2 separate regions of the Neogale vison genome follow, and region 2 is linked to region 1. Evidence: chromatin contacts called from public Hi-C data. All regions are on one chromosome and are shown on one strand. The core of a region is the stretch at or near the end of the contact, and the rest is flanking DNA. Distances in the headings are between cores, read along the strand shown. Region 1 holds the start of RBM15B (putative RNA-binding protein 15B). Region 2 holds the start of MAPKAPK3 (MAP kinase-activated protein kinase 3).

Region 1 (4,641 bases), core at 1,066-3,565:
AGGAGGCCAGTGATAACCCCCTGGTCCCCCTCTAGGATGTGCATAGATGTCGGGAAGCAGCTGTTTTTCAACACCAGGAGCCCATTCCAACCCAGCTGCAGGGTCTGGGCATACTCGGAAAGATTCTTGAGCTTTTTGGTCTCATGTTTTGGCTCTTCCAGAGGCTTGGCCTCAGCCTCAGCGGTCCGATGATTGCGCTCACTCTCTCGTGTCTTCTTCCCATGAGAAGAGTCTGGAGCCTCATGGTGGTGGTGGTGGCTCCGCTCCTCAGCCCCATGTCTGCTGTTGCTGAGGGAGTTGCTGCTGCACTCCTTGGTCCCGTCACTGGAGTGGTTCTCCTTACGGCTGCGCTCAGGAGTGCGGTCAGAGCCCCGGTCCACCTGCGGCCCACCACCCTTGGTCCTGCTCCGTTCCTCGTAAGGGGAGTGGGTTGTCCTCCCTCGGTCACTGGAAAGGCTCCTCCGCTTCCGCCTCTCCTCCCAGGGCTTGGGCAGGCCCCGGTCCCCATCTCCCCAGCGCTCCCCACTCCGGCTACGCACCGACCGGCTGTAGCCCTCCAGGCTGTTCCGGCGGTCAGAGCTTTTACTAGGGCTGGTCCAGTCCCCTTCCAAAAAGGTCCGGTCTCGGTCTGAGTACAGGAGGTGTGGGGGGGTCCTATCCCGCACCCGTAGGTCTGCATCCAGGTTTCGGTGCCGGGTATATCCGTCTGGCAGCAGCTCATAATGCACAGGGAGGGGTGAGGGCTGGTACTGCTGGGGATACCGAGTCTCCTCTGCTTTGGCAAAATCCACGCGCAGCCTCCGGTCTGGACCACCCAAGGGAAAGCCCCTCATTTTTGCACAGGCGGCCTGAGCTGCATCCAAGCTCTCGTACTGGATGTAAGCAAAGCTATCTCCCTTGACGTGATCAATGGTCCGAATGCTCCCAAAGCGGTCAAACTCCCGGGCCAGAGCGGCCAGTGAGGTGTTAGGTCCCAGGCCGCCTACCCAGAGGCGAGTGGTGGGGTTGGCCTTGCCATAGCCTATCTTAATGGGGTTTCGGCCAATCACCCGGCCCGACATGGCCACCTTAGCCCTGTGGGCCATGTCTAGGTTCTGGAACTTGAGGAAGGCATACGCACCACCTTGGCCACGGGCAGGTCTCTTAATGACCACTTCCTCAATGATGCCGTACTTCTCAAAGGCCCGCCGCAACTCCACCTCAGACACGCTGTGGTCCAGGTTCCCGATGAAGAGGTTGCGCGTGGCCCGCTGGTCATCTTCAGGCATCAGGTCCTCCTCGCACACAGCAGGGTAGCCGTAGGGGCGCCCGCGGTCGTCATACAGCCCGTAGTAGTCCAGGGCTCGCTCCCGGGATAGTCCCACTGCAGCGGCAGCGGCAGCATCCAGGGCAAAGGCTGCTGCAGCGTGGCGGGCGCGGGGCTCTCGCAGAGGCGGGGCGGCTACTGGGGACAGCGAGCGCTGCTTGTACTGGTAGCCGCCGTGCAGGGGTAGGTAGCCGAGCGGGTCGGCGGGCGTGGGCGGCCCCGGGGGCGGCGTGGAGGCGGCAGCGCTGCTGCTGCTGCTTCGCCGGCTGCTCCCGCCGCCGCCGCCGCCGCCGCCGCCACGCAGGTACACGGGCTCCACCTTGAGCGGCCGGTCGTAGAGCAGCAGCTGGCGGGCCAGGGCGTGCTGGCGGGCCTCGCGTGCGTCCTGCGGGTGCCGGAAGTTCACGTAGGCCACGCGGCCCAGCTCCGGTGTGTGCGACAGGCGCAGGCTGATCTCGCCAAAGCGTTTGAACTGGTGGAAGAGCCGGTCCTCAAGGTGCTCGGCGGGCAGCGCGGGGCTGAGGCTGCTGATGAGTAGCGTCTTGTACTCGGGCGCGGCTGCCGACGAGCCGGGACCCGCGGGCTCGGCCCCGGGAGGTGGCGGAGGTGGTGGCAGTGGAGACGCGCGGGGTGAAGCACCTGAAGCGCCTGGGTCCCCGGAGGCCTTGCCGCCGCGTCCTCCGCCGCCGGCGCCCGAGCCCGAGGAGCGGCCGCTGCTCGCACGGTGATTTGCGTCCCCGGCGCCGCGGCCGTCACGATGCCCACCCCCGCCGCCCCCGCTACCGCGGGGTTTGTCTCGGGCCCTCGTTGGAACGGGATGCTTGGCGCCGCCCGAGGCCTTGTGCGCCGCCCGCCGCCCGCCCGCCTCCGCCTCCCGTTCGCGCTCCCGCGGCCGCTTGGCCGACGATGACGAGCCGCGCCCGCTCGGGCTCGAGTCTCGCTCGCTCTGCCTCTTCATGGCGCCGGCGCGGCGGGCGGGCGGGCGGCCCGCAGGCCCCTCACAGCGGCGGCGGCGGCGGCCGAGGAGGTAGCGCCCCCGGCGCCGCCATCTTGGACAAAAGGACTCGGCGCGGCGGTGGCGGCGGGGCGGGGCGGGAGCGGCGCCCAGGGGCTGGGCGTCGTGTTATCAGGCTGCGCCGGACTGTCACGTGACCCCGCAGCGGGCGGAGCGGAGCTGCGCCGGGCTGGCGTCATCGGAATGCGCCGCCCCCGTGTCACGTGACCCCCGGGGCGTGCAAGCGAGAGCTGCCAGACAGCGAGCTCTGGCGCCACCGCGCGGCTAAGGGCCCGGGCTACGCGGAGATCCGGGACCTCGCGAGAACCCGGCTGGTTCGCCCTGTCTCCGACCCCAGCGGGCAGCAGGCCTTAGGCCTCCCGCTTCCGACTCGGGGGTCCACGCTGCGTGGAATGGGAGTGGCAGCGTCTTTGGGCGCCCGGCTCCTTCGTCTTGACCCAGCGCGGTCTCTTTACGTGGCATCTCCCCAACCCGGCATCTCCATAGCATCTCCCGACTGTGGCCGGGGATAGACAGGCGAGAGGACCTAAGCACGCCGCTTCCTAGGCCCCGTCCAGGACCCACATCCCACAAAGCAGACATCTTCCGCGTTTATTTATCACGCAGCAGCCCCCGGAAAGGCCGCAACGACCATGGGCTATGAGTGCAAAAGGCGAGGCCCGTCTGGGTTCAGACAGAGAAACCCGAGCCAACAAACCTGCCGTTTACCGAATGGGAATAGTCTCCTTGGTGCTACAGCGGTCCACCCTCTAATGCGGCCTCCCGAGCAGATAGTGGGCTGTAAGGGCAGCGCCAACGGAACCAAGGGCGAGGAGGCCAAATCCAATAGTTAACCACAGCTTGCACACTTACCTCTCACTGGCTAGTGCCTCTATCCACCTCCAGGGCCAGGACCTTTTCTCCAGAGGTGAGGTGTAGCGGTGGGGAGAAGCCTGCCCGGTTGCCCAAGCCCCGTTGGGAACGTGTCATCTCCAGAGAGCTGCTGGGCGCATCGCAGAACCTGACCAAACTTCTGCAAGGAAAGCTTAGGGGTGGGGAAGAAAACTCTCTCCTCCCACGGTCATAAATAAAGCTGCTCCTGGAGCAGCTGAGGCAGATGCAAGGGGAAAGCTCTTATAAGAAACACCTGTTGACAGTTGTCTGACCCGAACACTTCCCAGAATGAGTTAACCCTTTGTAGATTGCCTTGGGGGTCAGCCTAGAGCAGTACTGGTTGGGTGGTTTTCCCTGTGCCTGTGTTCAGTGTGGCCTGTAGGCCACGGCTGTCTGCCTCCTAAGACTTCTGTCTTGAAGTGTGGATTTTCCCAGTACCTGGCGGGGCCTCAGGGCACTGCACTTGTCAGATCTTAATAGCCCACCTAATTGCCTTGGCCTGAGAAGTAGTTCAACCTTCTTGCCTCCCTCCTAGAAACCTGGTGTTGAAGATATGAAATGTGGGACTGCTGCTGGCTCTCAGTGGATGCCACAGCAGGTGGTAAGAAGGCCTATGGAGGCAGACTGAATTTAGCAGCATAAACGATGTGATCTGAGATCTTCTTGGGAAGTACTGCTTTAGTTCTTCCCTTCAGGTGGTCTTGGCGGACCCAAGAAGCAGAGGGGTCTCCACCAAGTCAGAGCTCATGCTGATAACGGAGTTTTCTAAAGCCAGCCCTGAAGAGGAACTGAAAAACCAGACTCTGGGGACAAGACTTCATTGGTTGGACTTCTCTTGATCAACAAGGCAAAAGGCACCCTCTCACTGACTTTGTATAAACCAACCCCTGTAAGTCTTGCAAAACCCCAATTAGGCATCAGAAGCTTGGGACACCAGACCACAAACCAAGTAGATAGCCGGATCTGGATAGTGGTGGGCGGAGGTAGCCAGGCCGAGAGCATGTCTAGAAACGTGAGGGTACCGAACACTGGCAGTTACTGAGGTCATCCTCTGAGAAGGCCCCACGAAAGCCCCTCAATCCCCTGTGCTCTGCACGAAGCCCCACAGCTTCTGACTCCTCTCCTGGAACTCCCATTTGAAGTCACCTCGGGGTGGCGCATCAGGCACAGCCTCCTCCTGGGCTCCCCCCACCCTCCCCGCCCCCGACACCTCAGGCCCCCGTCCTGCCCTGGCGTTGCAGCCCTGGTTGCTGAGGAATGTGACAATATCGGACAATTCTTTGTGAACTGGAAAGCATAAACTGGTGGGATCTTCGATAGGGTTGAAATCCCATTTCAGATTCACTTTAATTCTCCAAGGACAGCTAGAAATTTTCTTCCTTTAATAAAAAATTCCCAGACACACTTTGAAGTCCTAGAGTAAACCAGCAACAGAACAAAGTGAATC
Region 2 (4,440 bases), core at 1,123-3,622, 640 kb after region 1:
TGCCTCTCCATCTACTTGTGATTTCTCTCTGTCAAATAAATAAATAAAATCTTTAAAAAAAAAAAAAAAAAGAAACCGATGCAGTCAGAAGTGTCCCCAAGTCACTTGTCAGACACAGCACCCACGGAGAAGGGCTTAGACCCAGCCCTGCTTAAAGCTGGTGCTGTCTGGGTCCCAGATCTCTGGCCTCTCACTCCATCTCTGCCTGGCTCACAGCATCTGGAACACCACAGGGGCTGGTCAGAGCTCAGGCCTGGCTCACAGGGCCAAAGCCTTGGTAGTAAGAAGAGGTTCTCTGGCTTCAGTCAGCCCGTTGTCTATCCACCCAGACTGTCCCTGACCCACAGAGGTGAGAGCGGGGAGATGAAGCTGAGTGAAAGGGTAGAGACTCACCCCCCGAGAAGAGCCAGTTTTCCCCTGGAGGACTCAGAGTTAGTAGGGTTAGTAGGTAAAGAAGTCGTATCTGAGACTCAGCCTCACCAGCCCAGCCCTGAGCCTCCTCCAGACCCATCCCATCAGCCCTAGTGCCCCTAGGAAAGACACAGGGAGTTGGACCCAGGTCCCTGCTCAGATGCTTGCAGACACTATGACCTAAATAAGTCCTGTAACCTCTCCAGGCCTGCACGAGGCCCAGTACCAGTTACTCTACAGGCATAGTCTCCTCCCAAGTTCACATCAACTCCTTATCTTTTCCCCTGAACAGAGCCAGAAACCTGATTTCCGGAGTCCAGGACCTAGTGCAAGGTTATGGAGCTGGCAAATGCAGGCCAGAGATTAGAGCCACATCCACAGAACCCTGCACTCTGGCTCATAATTGCTATGTCTGTAAAAGGAGAAGATCCTTTGCTATGTTCTAACGTCCAGGAGACACTTTCTTTGCCATGATCTACCCGTCCAGGTGGCCACCTGGCACAAATTACAGTTGAGTCAGGTTTCCAGTGACCACAGATTCAGAGCATTCTGGGTAGGGGGTAGGTCCTTGGCCCAGAACTAAATGACTTAAGCCAGAACTATGTGGCTACATCAGCCACCCCCAGAACTCCCTGGATTCCCCTTGTATCAGAGAGTTCTTGGCCTCCAGGGAGCCTATGGTGTGACACAGATAGATGTCTGGCCTGCCCTCAGCCCAGGAACCAGGGTGAGTCAGGCTCGGAGCAGGACCTACCCTTTTCAAAATAGGGCCGGTGACTCAGCTGGAGCCCATCAGCAACCTCTTGCTCACAGGTGTGATGGGCCCTATCCCTGCCCACCAGAGAGCCCTGGGAGGCTCCCACCCATCACTCCAGCGGGGGCAGTCAGGGGCCACAAGAGAAAACAGCGCCACCCCAAGCCTCAGTGGGAACTCAGCCTTAGGCAGAAGGAAACTCAGTTGCATTCCAGTCAGAAGAGCGTCTCATGAAAAAAAAGAAGAGCTTCTCATGGAAGGAACAACCAAGCTGAGTGAGGGCTTCCCGCCTTTGGCCAGAACACATAGGCCCAGCCATAACCCCAGAGTCAGGAACCACTCCTTCCCTGTTTCCGGGTCCAACAGACTCTACCCCTACTGACTCCACCCCTTGCTTTCTGAGACACCCCGAGTTTAGCTAGGCTAAGCCTTGTTTTCCCTGTCTGTAAAGCAAGGAGGACCAGGAGCCTGACTTCACAGGGGAGTGTGAGAATGAAAGGAAAGACTGATCATACGGTGCACCCACAAGCCTCTGCTGTTGGGCCTCCCAGGTCACCCACGGAGCAGTGAGGGGTCACTGACCTTCAGGGCACACTTCTGCCCAGTGCGCCTGTGGAAGCACTCCAGCACCTTGCCGTTCACACCCAGGCCCAGCACCTGCTTGGACAACTGGTAGTCATCGGTCACCGCATACTTCTTGGGCTCCCGCCGCCCCCCAACGGCAGGAGCGCTGGCCGAGCCAGGTCCGCAGGGTGCACCTTGCGGGGGCACAGGACCCCCCTGCTCCTCTGCTGTCTCGCCATCCATGGCCCCCGGGGGGCGCTCAGAGGCGACCCCAGCCTGGCGCGTCCAGGGCCACCTGGGGGAGAAGGGAAGAATGAGTTCCGCTCAGATTCCTCCAGTACACCCCAGCCGGAGTCCCCGATCCTGGCTGGGCTGCGGGCAGCAGACAGGGCCGGGAGTCGGAAGCGAACTGTCCGAGAGTACGGACTCGAGGCAGTGGGCAGTGGTCACGCAACCACTAGCGAGTCCCGCCCGACACCTGTCAAGAGGGGAAGGGTCTGGGCGCCAAGTGGCCGCAAGGGTCTGGGAGCGGAAGGTGGAGGGAGCCCTACGAGGGTGTACCTGGCGAGGCCGTCCCTGACAGCAGAGTACCTGGCTGCGCCGGCGAGGGACAAGGACCCCAGTCCCGGGAACCCGCGGCCGCGAGCTCCTAGAGCCGAGTCCCGCCGGGGACCGCCCACGTGACCGCTCCCCTGCCCCCCTCCCCACACCCCGTGCGTCCCGGACTTGGAGCGGGCTCGGTCAGCCTTAAAGGGCCAGGCCGGCCCTGGCAGAACCCGGCAGGGAGGGAGGCCCCAACGGGCCCCGCCCCTGAGCCCGGACAGAATAGGGGGCGTGGCTTCTCGAAGAGGGTGGAAACCTTGGTTCTCCCGACACCCGCGATGCCTGTGTGAGCCCGGAGTTTACCAGCGACCTAGGAAGTGACAGCGCAGGAAGTCTTGTTTCTCTCGGAGCCTCAGGAAGCCACTTGAGTCCGGCGTCTTTTCTGTACTCTGTAGACGGCCCTCCAGCGAGGCTTGTAAGTCCTGCGTACTTAAAGTCTTAATTTTTGCCATCAGGACAAGTGAAATAACATTTCGTTGTGATTCGCACCCTTCCAGTCTCTGGGGACTCTGGGTGTCTCTCACTTTCTGTGCATCTCCTGCTCATATCCGTGGCTTATTTTTTTCCCTTGGGATACAGCGTCCATAGACCAGACATCCTAAACTCCCATTTTGTCAGACCCATTAACTTTTCACGTTATTGCTTGGACTTTTGGTGTCCTGTTTAAAAAGTGTCCTCCTCCCACTCACTATACTCTATATTAGCTATGTGGTGTTCCCTTCCACTTTTAGGTCTCTATTCTCAACCCATCTTAGACAATCTTGGGTATTTGGAGCAAGTTTTCCCATCACAGGCTGTTAAACAACTCTTATTCCACAGATGAGGAAACTGTTGCACAGAGTCGCAGGGGATGTTACTGTCTTCTGTGACAAATCTGCACCATTCCAGTATATCCGCCCACTCCCCTACCCTCAGGCTGAGGGACTGGAACTTGAAGGTTCACTTCGCAGTAGGAGGGAGAGGCTTGGGTTAGGGTCCCTGCGCGGGCCTCTGCTGTCATCTAGTGGCCACTTGTAGGACTGCAGGCACTGAGGCTTCAGGCCCACCGGGTTCAGTCTGAGCCCTTCTTCTGACTTTGGGATGGGACCCAAATTGAGCTCCCGCCCACCTCCCTGTACAGCAACACACACACACACGCACGCACGCACGCTTGCTCATGCACGCACGTGGATGCACGTGGATTCCTGGGCTGCAGATCCAAGGTTCTGCAGAGCATTAAATCCCGGAGAACTGGTACTTGCTGTGTGTAGGTCTTGAGTCAGAGGAAAGGGCCTGGGGCTCTGTCTGTCTCCTTGAGACAACCTTCAAGCTGTCAGGGTTTGGTGAAGCAGAGACCCTGATGATGGCCTTGACTGACTGAACCCCTCTTTTGGACAAGACACTGAGTGGGGGTACTATCCGGACACTCTGTGACCTCACTGGGACCAGAGGAGGCAGCGCTGTACCCACCCCACATAACCTACCAGACAGACATGCCCGGAGAGATTAAGCAACCTGTCTGAGGTCAGCAGCGCTCATGGCAGGGTCTTCATCCCTACCCCCAAAGAACAACTCCAGGGCCCAGCTCTCACCCTCAAATGATGCCCTCCTCTCCTGTGCCTCCCTGCCCCCTTCCCACATCCACTTGTACAAATACACTCTCACATGTATTCACAAATGCACACATATGCACAAGCACAGATTTGCACATGTGTAGGTGTACAACTACTGTGTACAACACGGGCATGCACAAGCACCCAGACATTTACGTCCGGCTGGACCCAGAACCTCAGTCACAGAACCCCATCTGAGAATCTGATCCAAGATCTCAGAGACGTGAAGGAAACCCTGTGATCTGGAAGCTTCCATAGCTTGGAGACTGAAGAAGGATCTTCCCTCTGGAGGTGACCTGGTTTGGGCCAGATGAAACCAAAGCTGAGCAAGAGTTCATTCTGGACAAGCAGGATCCTACTCACAAGAAGAGTGCCAGGCAGTTGAGGGTGGGAGCTGGCTCCTTGTCCTAGCCAAATTATCTCAGTGTATGCTGCGGTTGCTAGCTTATTTTCTAAAAATAGAATCAGATAACAATTGTTCTAAACATTTTATAATTGTATTTTTTTTAAGATTTT

What was found. Hi-C and Micro-C count contacts between places; a contact is called where the count stands out from the background.
Region 2: a contact with region 1 is called in a Hi-C map of muscle, with 6 times the contacts expected there. The contact joins the promoter of MAPKAPK3 here to the promoter of RBM15B in region 1. A contact is called at or near these places in 2 of 3 Hi-C or Micro-C datasets (fibroblasts and muscle).

Annotation. Positions count from the first base shown.
Region 1 is chr6:203,974,034-203,978,674 of ASM_NN_V1, forward strand. It overlaps RBM15B (putative RNA-binding protein 15B), which reads right to left and starts at 2,316. Exons shown (of 1, transcript XM_044253487.1): 1 at 1-2,316. The coding sequence starts at 2,264. It overlaps MANF (mesencephalic astrocyte-derived neurotrophic factor), which reads right to left. Exons shown (of 5, transcript XM_044254861.1): 5 at 4,554-4,641.
Region 2 is chr6:204,618,048-204,622,487 of ASM_NN_V1, forward strand. MAPKAPK3 (MAP kinase-activated protein kinase 3) reads right to left here and starts at 2,373. Exons shown (of 11, transcript XM_044253495.1): 1 at 2,291-2,373; 2 at 1,748-2,024. The coding sequence starts at 1,972.